Regions from separate parts of the Sus scrofa genome. Here all the other regions are linked to region 3. The links are chromatin contacts, called in public Hi-C maps. All regions are on one chromosome and are shown on one strand. Each heading gives the region's core, a stretch centred on a gene start, on an enhancer-like site or on the middle of the called end of the contact. The rest is flanking DNA. Distances are from core to core; before and after follow the strand shown.

Region 1 (2,700 bases), core at 87-2,586, 120 kb before region 3:
TGCTCTTGACTTTAGCTCCCATGTGGAGAGCGAGCTACTGTGGGGCCCTCAAAATAAAGTCTTTCCAGTGTGCTGTGGTTTTCATTTCTTTTTTGCAAGAGGCAGGAGACTTAAAAGGTTTGGTCTGGCATTGAAAGGTGGGGTGGAAATAATGGACACTCAGTTGCCTTAGGCGGTCGGAAATTCCTCTGGCCAGACAAGATTTAAGTGGTGTGGTAGTTTGTTTTTTAAAAAGTACTTGGAGCTCCCATTGTGGCTCAGTGGTAACAGACCTGACTTGCATCCATGAGGTTTTGGGTTGATCTCTGGCCCCACTCAGTAGGTTAAGGATCCGGTGTTGCCATGAGCTGTGGTGTAAGTTGTAGGCATGGCTTGGATCTGGCATTGCTGTGGCTGTGGCAAAGGCTGGCAGCTGCAGCTCCAATTTGGCCCCTAGCCTGGGAACTTCCATATGCCAAGGATGTAGCCCTAAAAAGACAAAAAAAAAAAAAAAAGTACTTAGCCATTCCAATGCTTTAACAAATACTCTATCAACAGTGGCAGGTGTTTGCTTTGAAGCTTAGCAATAATATGAGGTTAAGTATGAGTTGTCATGTCAATCATTTTTTTCTAGGTTCTGTAATTTTTTTTCAGTTGAGGAAGCTTATAATCAGTGAAAAGAGAGTCCTTGCTCTGCTAATTTTTTTTTTTTGGTCGCACCCATGCATGTGTGAGTTCCTAGGCCAGGGTTGGAACCTGTGCCAAAGCAGCAACCCAAGCCACAGGGGTGATAACCCTGGATCCCTAACCCACTGTGACACCAGGGAACTCCCCTGCTGAGCAGAGGCCTGAGAGGAAGGAGTGGGTTGTGGTTTGGAGCACTGGGGGAGGGGAGCATAGAGCAGCCCCCCTCCCCAGCCCCACCCCTACTCCCTGTGCTGGCCTGGGAAATGTCCCCCCTCCTCCACTGAGTGCCTGCAGGGCTGTCACCATGATTTAAAGCCCTGAGAATCTAAGTTAGCAGGAGGTAGGTTGAGGGTGGATGGTGTCATTCTGGCCCTGAAAGACCCCCATAAATCAGTGACAGCTCAGCCTCAAAATTCCCTTCCAGCTGGTTTCCGGAGGCCCACTCTGCTTACACCAGGGGCAGGCGCTGATTGCTCGAGTGGGTGGGCACTGCCCAGGCCACTCGCCCTCCTGCAGCTCCTGGCAGTGGGCTTCTTCCTGCCACAGGACCAGGGGCGGCGATGGGGGTGCGGGGCTGGCCCAGCCTGTCGCCCAGGTCCTGGACTGGGAGGTTTGACTTTGATGGTAGTGCTGAGTCTTTAATGCAACGATCCTGTTGTGTTGGATAAACACAAAGGCGCCCTCTGAACAGGGGACAAGACTGGTTTGTTCCTTCCTTCTCCTTTGTGCTTTGTTCCTAGCCTGTCCCTGGCACGGCTGTGCTATGGCCAGCTGCCAAATCTCTGCTGTGCCCTGGCATGATATGGGGACACATCAGAAGGTCACCCTGGGTCCTGCCCCTGAGAGTGGAGGAGAGGGTCCCCGGGTACTGTCGGTTTCAAGGTTTAATTGTGTTCCTTGCCTGGCCTCTGGCCTCCACCTGGTTCACCTGCTCCTCCGCCTAAAAGCTGACGCCAGGAGCCCATGACGTGACTGCTCTTTGTCCTCTTCTGTTCCTTGCGCCAGCAGATTTGTGTTTTATGGAAGAGTCAGGCGTCACACAGGCTCAGCCAGGGTGAACTTTGTCCCTGAGCTCATTTACTTCTCCTGCTGGGCAGGTAAGGACAACCTCGTTTCTTTTAGAAAACAAGATGGCAAAGAAGACCTGGCAGAGACTCAGATCTGTGAGGGAGATTCAGATGTCTCTACATCTCGGTACAAATGCCCAGAGGGACCTGAGTGCAGTAAAGTCACCTCGGGTGCCCCGGTGCAGGGGTAGGATCCCTTCCAGGAGGTTGGGTGGTGCTTCCTCTCTGCCATGGGGACAGGGGTCACCTCACTGTGGACCCACAAACACTTCCTTGGTTGGTTGGTTTTCAGTCACAAAGGGAAGAAGAATAGAAAGGAGCAGTAGACATAAAAGCACCTGCCACTCTAGCATCCCTGTCCTTGCATGCCCAGGGTGGGGTCCCTGTCCCTGCACACTCAGGGTGAGGTCATATCCCTGCATACTCAGGGTGAGGTCCCCATCCCTGCACACTCAGGATAGGGTCGTGTCCCTGCATATTCAGGGTGGGGTCATGTCTCTGCACACCCAGAGAATCTGTTCCCTAAGCAGTTGCTCTGTCCCCATGGCCCTTGCTGGCTGTTTCTCTTCTGTCTGTGCCTTTCTGGTGATGTGGCCTCTTGCAAGTTACTCCCCACCCCTGTGCCCCACCTCCAGCATCTGCTAAATTGACTAATAATTATGTCATCTTTAGGAGCATGATGATGGGTAAATCAGATAGTGCAGAGCTCTGGAACAGTGCCTGGCACAAGAAAAGGTGCAAATACTCTTTCCGTTAACATTTCCTGTCCATCTCTGTATGTTTTTTTACTGTTGTTTTATTTTTAGTCAAGGATCAGATCTCATTTCTGGTCTTTTGTGTTTTGAATTCAGACCGTGGGAACACAGTCTACTTGCCTTTGAGACTTTTCAATCTGAAAGGTCATTCACATCTTAGGGACAACTCTCATTTGAACTGTTCCCCTTTTTCCTCTTGAGTGTGCAGAGTG
Region 2 (2,700 bases), core at 71-2,570, 100 kb before region 3:
CAGGGCCACACCACACTCCGGGGTGGTAGAGAGGCGGTAAGACATTTTATGGCTTTTGCTGAGACAGTCGCTGATGCCAGGCTGAGCCCAGCCTCCTGGAAAAACAGGTTCTCATCTGGCTGCAAGGATATGGGATTGCGAGAGAGTGAAGGGGCCTGGGTCTTCACCAGAGATACCCCTGTGTCTGCAGAGCTTTCTGTCTCCACCTCTTCATCCCCAGGCTGCCCCCCTGCTGGACCTCGCCACCTGACTTATTTTTATATCAATCCTGCCACCCATGGCTGTGTTCTGGCACCAGCCACCCGGGGTGAGAGCAGACCCACACATTAAAAGGCATGGTACCCAATAAGACTGCCCAGACACAAACCTAGGAGGTTCCCGTGATCCCCTCAGGCTTCATAATTCACTAGGATGATTTAAAGAGCTCTGGAATGTGCCATAACTTCTGTTTTATTATAAAGGTCACAGTCAGGAGTTCCCTTTGTGGCGCAGTGGAAACGAATCCAGCTAGGAACCATGAGATTGCAGGTTCCATCCTGGCCTCGTTTAGTGGGTTAAGGATCCGGTGTTGCCGGTGTAGTTTGCAGATTCTGTGTTTTTGTGGCTGTGGTGTAGGCTGACAGCTAATTTGACCCTTAGCCTGGGAACCTCCATATGCCGCAGGTGTGGCCCTATAAAGCAAAAATAAATAAATAAAAAAAATTAAAAAAAAAAGGACACAGTCAGAAGCAGCCTAGTGCATAGGTTCATTGGGTGGGCTCTGAAGGAACCCTCCACCCTGCTGAGAGGCACAGCACCTTTCCAGCACATAGATGTGTTTGCCAGCTAGGAAGCCTGCCAGCTTCAGTGTGAGTTGCCCTAGGAGGGCAGGATGGGCTGAATCAGTGGCCATGTGACTGGAGTCCTTATCCAGGCTCCACCCTCCCTGGAGGTTGGTAGGGCTGATGTCAGCAGCTCAAGCCCCAACCCTCTGATCAATCACAGCGTTGGTCTTTCAGCAGGACCAGCCCATCCTGAAACTACCTAGGGGGCCCTGAGAGCCTCCTCCTTAGCTAATGTTAGCATAAACTCAGGCGGGGCCAGGGAGCATGAATAATGAAGACATTCCTATTACTTGGGAAATACTGAGGATTTAACGTAGTCTCCCTCCCAGGAACCTGGGACAAAGGCCAGTCGAAATCCTCATTATATGGTATCAGCACAGGCACTAGCTGTGAGCTTGAGGAAGCTCTAAAGGAACCACCCAGGGCTGTTCCCACCTCCTGATCACTCAGTGCAGATGCCTTCAGGCTGCGGGAAGCAAGCTCCTGGACGCGGAGGCTTCCCCAGAGCCAAGCGCAGCTGTGCCCTGATGCCTTGGTGCTGAGTGGAGCTCTGACATCAGTGTCTCAGGGCCTCCGCACTGGGACCAGGGCTCACGAAGCAGCCTGGGAACCTGGCCGGCCATGTGAGCCCCTGGGGCTTCTGCTCAGGAGTGACATGCAGTGTTTCCATCACATTTTATTGGCCAAAGAGGGATTTTTGTTGTGGGATAATGGTGACTGGATCTGAGCTCTAGAAAGAGGAGTTACTGATCAGGTGAAAGAAGCAAGGCAGACACAGGAGAGAAGGAGGGAGGGACCATGGGCAGTGGAGCAGCTGTGGGAGGAGGTGAGGTGAGGAGGGACCCCAGGGGTCCTGAGGGCCGAGCTTGGGTAATGTGGGTGCTGGCACCAGGCGGTCAGGAGGAGCCCACATCCAGCAAAGATGTTCTTTGCTTTTGCCGCATGATGCTGGAGGCAGTGTCTCACTTCCTGGGCCCCAGCCCATGCGGCCGGGGTTGGCGGGGGGTGGGGTGGCGGGAGAAAGAAATTTGGTGGGGAGACACACAGAGAACGGAATGGATGATGCCTCTTCATCTCATAAGCAATCAAGCTCCACCAGGCCACTGGCTGTCCCATGTTAGCTGAGTGCCAGGATTTGGACCAGGCGGGCCCTGTTGTATAACTAGTTTCAACGCACTGTTGTTTTCCTGCCTGTTTTTTTTTCCATGATGGAAGTGATTCATGTGCCATGCTGGGCAGGAGAACATATTTAGGTATTTCCTGGGTTTGAGCTCCACTTAGGGTAGAAACTAATGTTTGTGCTGAGGTGCGGAGTCCGTGCTAAATTGACTTAATTAATTCAAGGATTTGAGCATCACTGTGGGCAGTGGGGGTCTCAGTGCTGGTCACCTGCTGCCCTCCAGCCTGGCCGACACTAGGAATCCTCACATTTTGAACTGAAACAACTCAAAGGAGTTTGACAGCAGAGAAGTGAGGGTAGAGGTGGGGAGGCTGGGAGCCAGGCATTTCTGAGGAACATCCGCTTTTGCCTTGAACCTGGGCAAGTTGTGACGTGTTCTTAAGATTTGCCAGCTGTTGGTCCAAGGACAGGGATGGGGTGATGGTGGGATACCAAAGTTTACAGCTTTAGTGAAGTTCTGAGCCTTCCAGAGAGAAGAATGGATTCCTTTTCCTTCTGCTGTGATCACAACTATGCCCAGGAGCCGCTGCAGCCCCCTTGACCGTCACCAGCCAAGCCAGTCTCCCTTTGCGAGCTCTGTTGTCCTGGGCTTCTCTGACTTACAGTCAGTGTAGGGATCTAGGAGGCAGGTGAGAGGAGATGGTGGAAGGTACAGCAGAAGAATCCAAGACATGCAGGAGACCCCGGAGGAGAGGA
Region 3 (2,700 bases), core at 107-2,606:
GTTGTCCTGTTTATAAGAGGCCTCTGCTTATCTCTTCATGTCAGCTCAAAGAGAGGATTAAGAGAGAAAAGGAAAGAAAGCCATGGCCACCTTTCCACTGGGAAGAGGTGACTGGGGAGGGGCCTGCATCAGGATACTGCTCTGAGGTCTTTATGTGAGTGAAGCACTCAGCTTCCTTTCAATGCAACTTTCTAAATTGTTTATATAAATGTTTATACCAGTCAGTTGGGAGGGAAAAAAGAAAGAAAAAAAAAAAAAAGCACAATATCATTTAGGTGGGAAACCCACCAGCACAGCACTGTTTTTACTTAGGGGAACTTCCAGGTGGATGAAAGCAAGACCTTGCCACTGTGACTTTCTAAAACATCAGGAAACTTTTAAGAGCAAGAGAAAGTGTTTCAGACTGGTGTCTGTAGATTTTAACTTTTTCTTAAATTTCATAAAGACTTGAAAAACCAGTGTTAAGGATTCCTTTATCTTCGTAGATACCAAACCAAGTATCATAGCATCCTGTACAGAGAAGCGAGCAGCCTAATTAGATAGCGAAAAGATACCAATAGTCAGAAACACAGTCAAGCGGGGAGGTGGAAGCGAGGGAAGTGGGGGTGAGGTTCTGAGGAGAGAAATGTTTACTCTCCAGCTTTAATCCAAACCTCAGCCTTTCCAGGACCCCTAGTGCCATTTCCACCAAATCCATTCTCTTCCTTCGTCTCCGCTGCTCTTTAAAGTGACGACGCTGCCTGGTAAGGGAGCCACTGACAGAAAAGGATGGACCCTCAGGGCCACAGGTAATGGCACCTGCGCGTCACCTTCTGATCGAAACTGCAGCAGCGCCAGCAACATCGACCTGACGCAACTTCTAGCCGCAGGAAACTGACCAGGCCACCTGGGCGCGACCTGTGAGGTCCCGCCTTCTGCTCCTAAATGGCGAGGCGCCCTCCAGTCCTCGTGCCCGGGTTCGGGCTCCGGGTTCGGGTTCCGGCTTCCCCGCGGTCCCGCCGTTTGCCCCGCGCGGTCCCGGCACCGAAGCTCGGGAATCGTCCGCTTCCTCTCTGGGCCGGCCCCGCGCCGCCCATGCCCCCCCGCCCCGCTCACCCGAGAAGTTGTCAAAGGCGGTAGGGATGTACTCGGTGGGGTAGCCGTTGGTGGTGTAGCTCACCACCAGACTCGTCTTGCCCACCGCGCCGTCGCCGACCAGCACGCACTTGACGCCGCGCCCCTCGCTGCCGCCCGGGCGCCCTCGGCCCCCCGGCACCCCGGGCCCGCGCGCCCCGCGCCCCCCGCGCTCCCGGCGGGGCGGCACGGGCGGCGCTTCGCAGCGGCCCGGGAACGCTGGGTCCCCCTGCTGCGGGGGCATCGGCCCGCTCCCGCCGCCGGAGGAGCTGTCACCGACTGGAGCGAGAGCCGCAGCTCCGGGCCGCGCGGCTCCAGACAAAGGCGGCCGGGCGGGTCGCTGCGGGGCTGGGACTCGGGCGGCGCCGGCTCCGCTCCGCGGCCGAGGACTGCGGGCCGAGCGGCGCGGAGCCCGGGCGCGATGTCTCCTCCCGGCTGCCTGGCGACACTGCGCGCGGGGGCGGGCGCCAAGGGAGGAGGCGGGGCCGCCGGCCACTCGGTCCCCGCGCCGGGCCCACAGCGCCCCCAGCCTGCGCGCCCGGCCCCTGCACCCGTGCGGGAGCCGAGCGTGCGGGGGCGGGGCTGCAGCCTCAGGCCGAGGGCCCGTGGCACCCGCGGTGAGGACCCGGACACCCGCTGGGGGCGGCGCGGACGGGAGTACCGGCCGAGAGCTGCTTCTCCAGACGCACGGAACTGACGCCACCGCGGAGCGGCCCGCTCGTTGCCGCTTCCTTCGGCCACGCGGCTGGCGACCCGAGCTCCTCCTGGCCCCGTGGCCCTTGCCCCCTCCTCCCCGCCCAGTCCGGGCCTCCAAGCTAGCTGTGAGGGTCTTGGGGACGTATCGTCTGAACGAGGCTAACAGGCAACTCTTATCGTAAGGTCTCGCTGCAGCCCAGCGTGTGATTTTTCTTCGTCTAATGTATTCTTATATCTATTCTTATATCATCTGGGAGCAAAAGAAGGCCAAGTCCATTGTTAATGCTTGTTGGACCTGCTCTTTGGCACGCCATGAACCAAGAGATTTCTTTAGAGCCCCAGTTCCTTCATTTGCTTCAGTATAATTTGGTGACATTAATATTACCTGGGGGAAATTTTCATTTTTCTCTGACTTGTTCTCTGGCTTCCTCCTACATTTAGGCAGCAGTCTGTGGGGAAAGACAGGGCAGCCTTTCTGGGCCTAGTCGGGCCGCAAAGGCTCCGTCGGGTTGACAGTGGGGTGTGAGAAGAGGCACGTACTTTTAACATGAATAGCGAAACCAATAATAAAAATTACAATAGCTAATAAACATTGAGCCTTTTTTATATGCCAGACACTGGTAAGCATTCTGCATGAATTAATTCCTTTCATTTTATCATTACTGATAGCCATTTTAAGGGTAGAGGATAAGAAAATCCGAGGCACAGAGATATCAAATAAAATGCCCAAGGTCTACAAACGAGGAAGTGGTGGTGTCAGGATTCAGGGTCTAGCTCCAGGAAGCTAAAATAAGCCAGAGTGATAAACTCAGACTTGAAAGTTTGGCGGTAGGTGGAATGCAGAGGTGAGTCTATCAAGATGCTACACGCTTGAATCCAGGCTTCCATTTG

Evidence for each region. Hi-C and Micro-C count contacts between places; a contact is called where the count stands out from the background.
Region 1: a contact with region 3 is called in a Hi-C map of liver, with 3 times the contacts expected there. The contact joins the enhancer-like site here to the promoter of RHOU in region 3. A contact is called at or near these places in 2 of 5 promoter capture datasets (fetal skeletal muscle and liver), 25 of 47 Hi-C or Micro-C datasets (adipose tissue, alveolar macrophages, brain and 14 more) and 1 of 2 datasets of contacts at active chromatin or transcription factors (skeletal muscle).
Region 2: a contact with region 3 is called in a Hi-C map of embryonic fibroblasts, with 2.6 times the contacts expected there. The contact joins the enhancer-like site here to the promoter of RHOU in region 3. A contact is called at or near these places in 11 of 47 Hi-C or Micro-C datasets (adipose tissue, brain, embryonic fibroblasts and 4 more) and 1 of 2 datasets of contacts at active chromatin or transcription factors (skeletal muscle).

What each region holds. Positions count from the first base shown.
Region 1 is chr14:60,555,010-60,557,709 of Sscrofa11.1, forward strand. The region is part of intron 2 of LOC102163174 (a long non-coding RNA gene); the gene reads left to right. Among named protein-coding and RNA genes, the nearest start is that of RAB4A, 28 kb to the left of the region's middle. Within about 2 kb of position 1,337, at least 31 of the 83 cell types and tissues checked have an H3K27ac peak or open chromatin away from gene starts, as enhancers often do. A contact at or near this core is called in adipose tissue, brain, fetal liver and 1 more, where this site is marked.
Region 2 is chr14:60,572,116-60,574,815 of Sscrofa11.1, forward strand. The region is part of intron 2 of LOC102163174 (a long non-coding RNA gene); the gene reads left to right. Among named protein-coding and RNA genes, the nearest start is that of RAB4A, 45 kb to the left of the region's middle. Within about 2 kb of position 1,321, at least 16 of the 83 cell types and tissues checked have an H3K27ac peak or open chromatin away from gene starts, as enhancers often do. A contact at or near this core is called in embryonic fibroblasts, where this site is marked.
Region 3 is chr14:60,676,226-60,678,925 of Sscrofa11.1, forward strand. It overlaps RHOU (rho-related GTP-binding protein RhoU), which reads right to left and starts at 1,357. Exons shown (of 3, transcript XM_021072737.1): 1 at 1,096-1,357. The coding sequence starts at 1,357.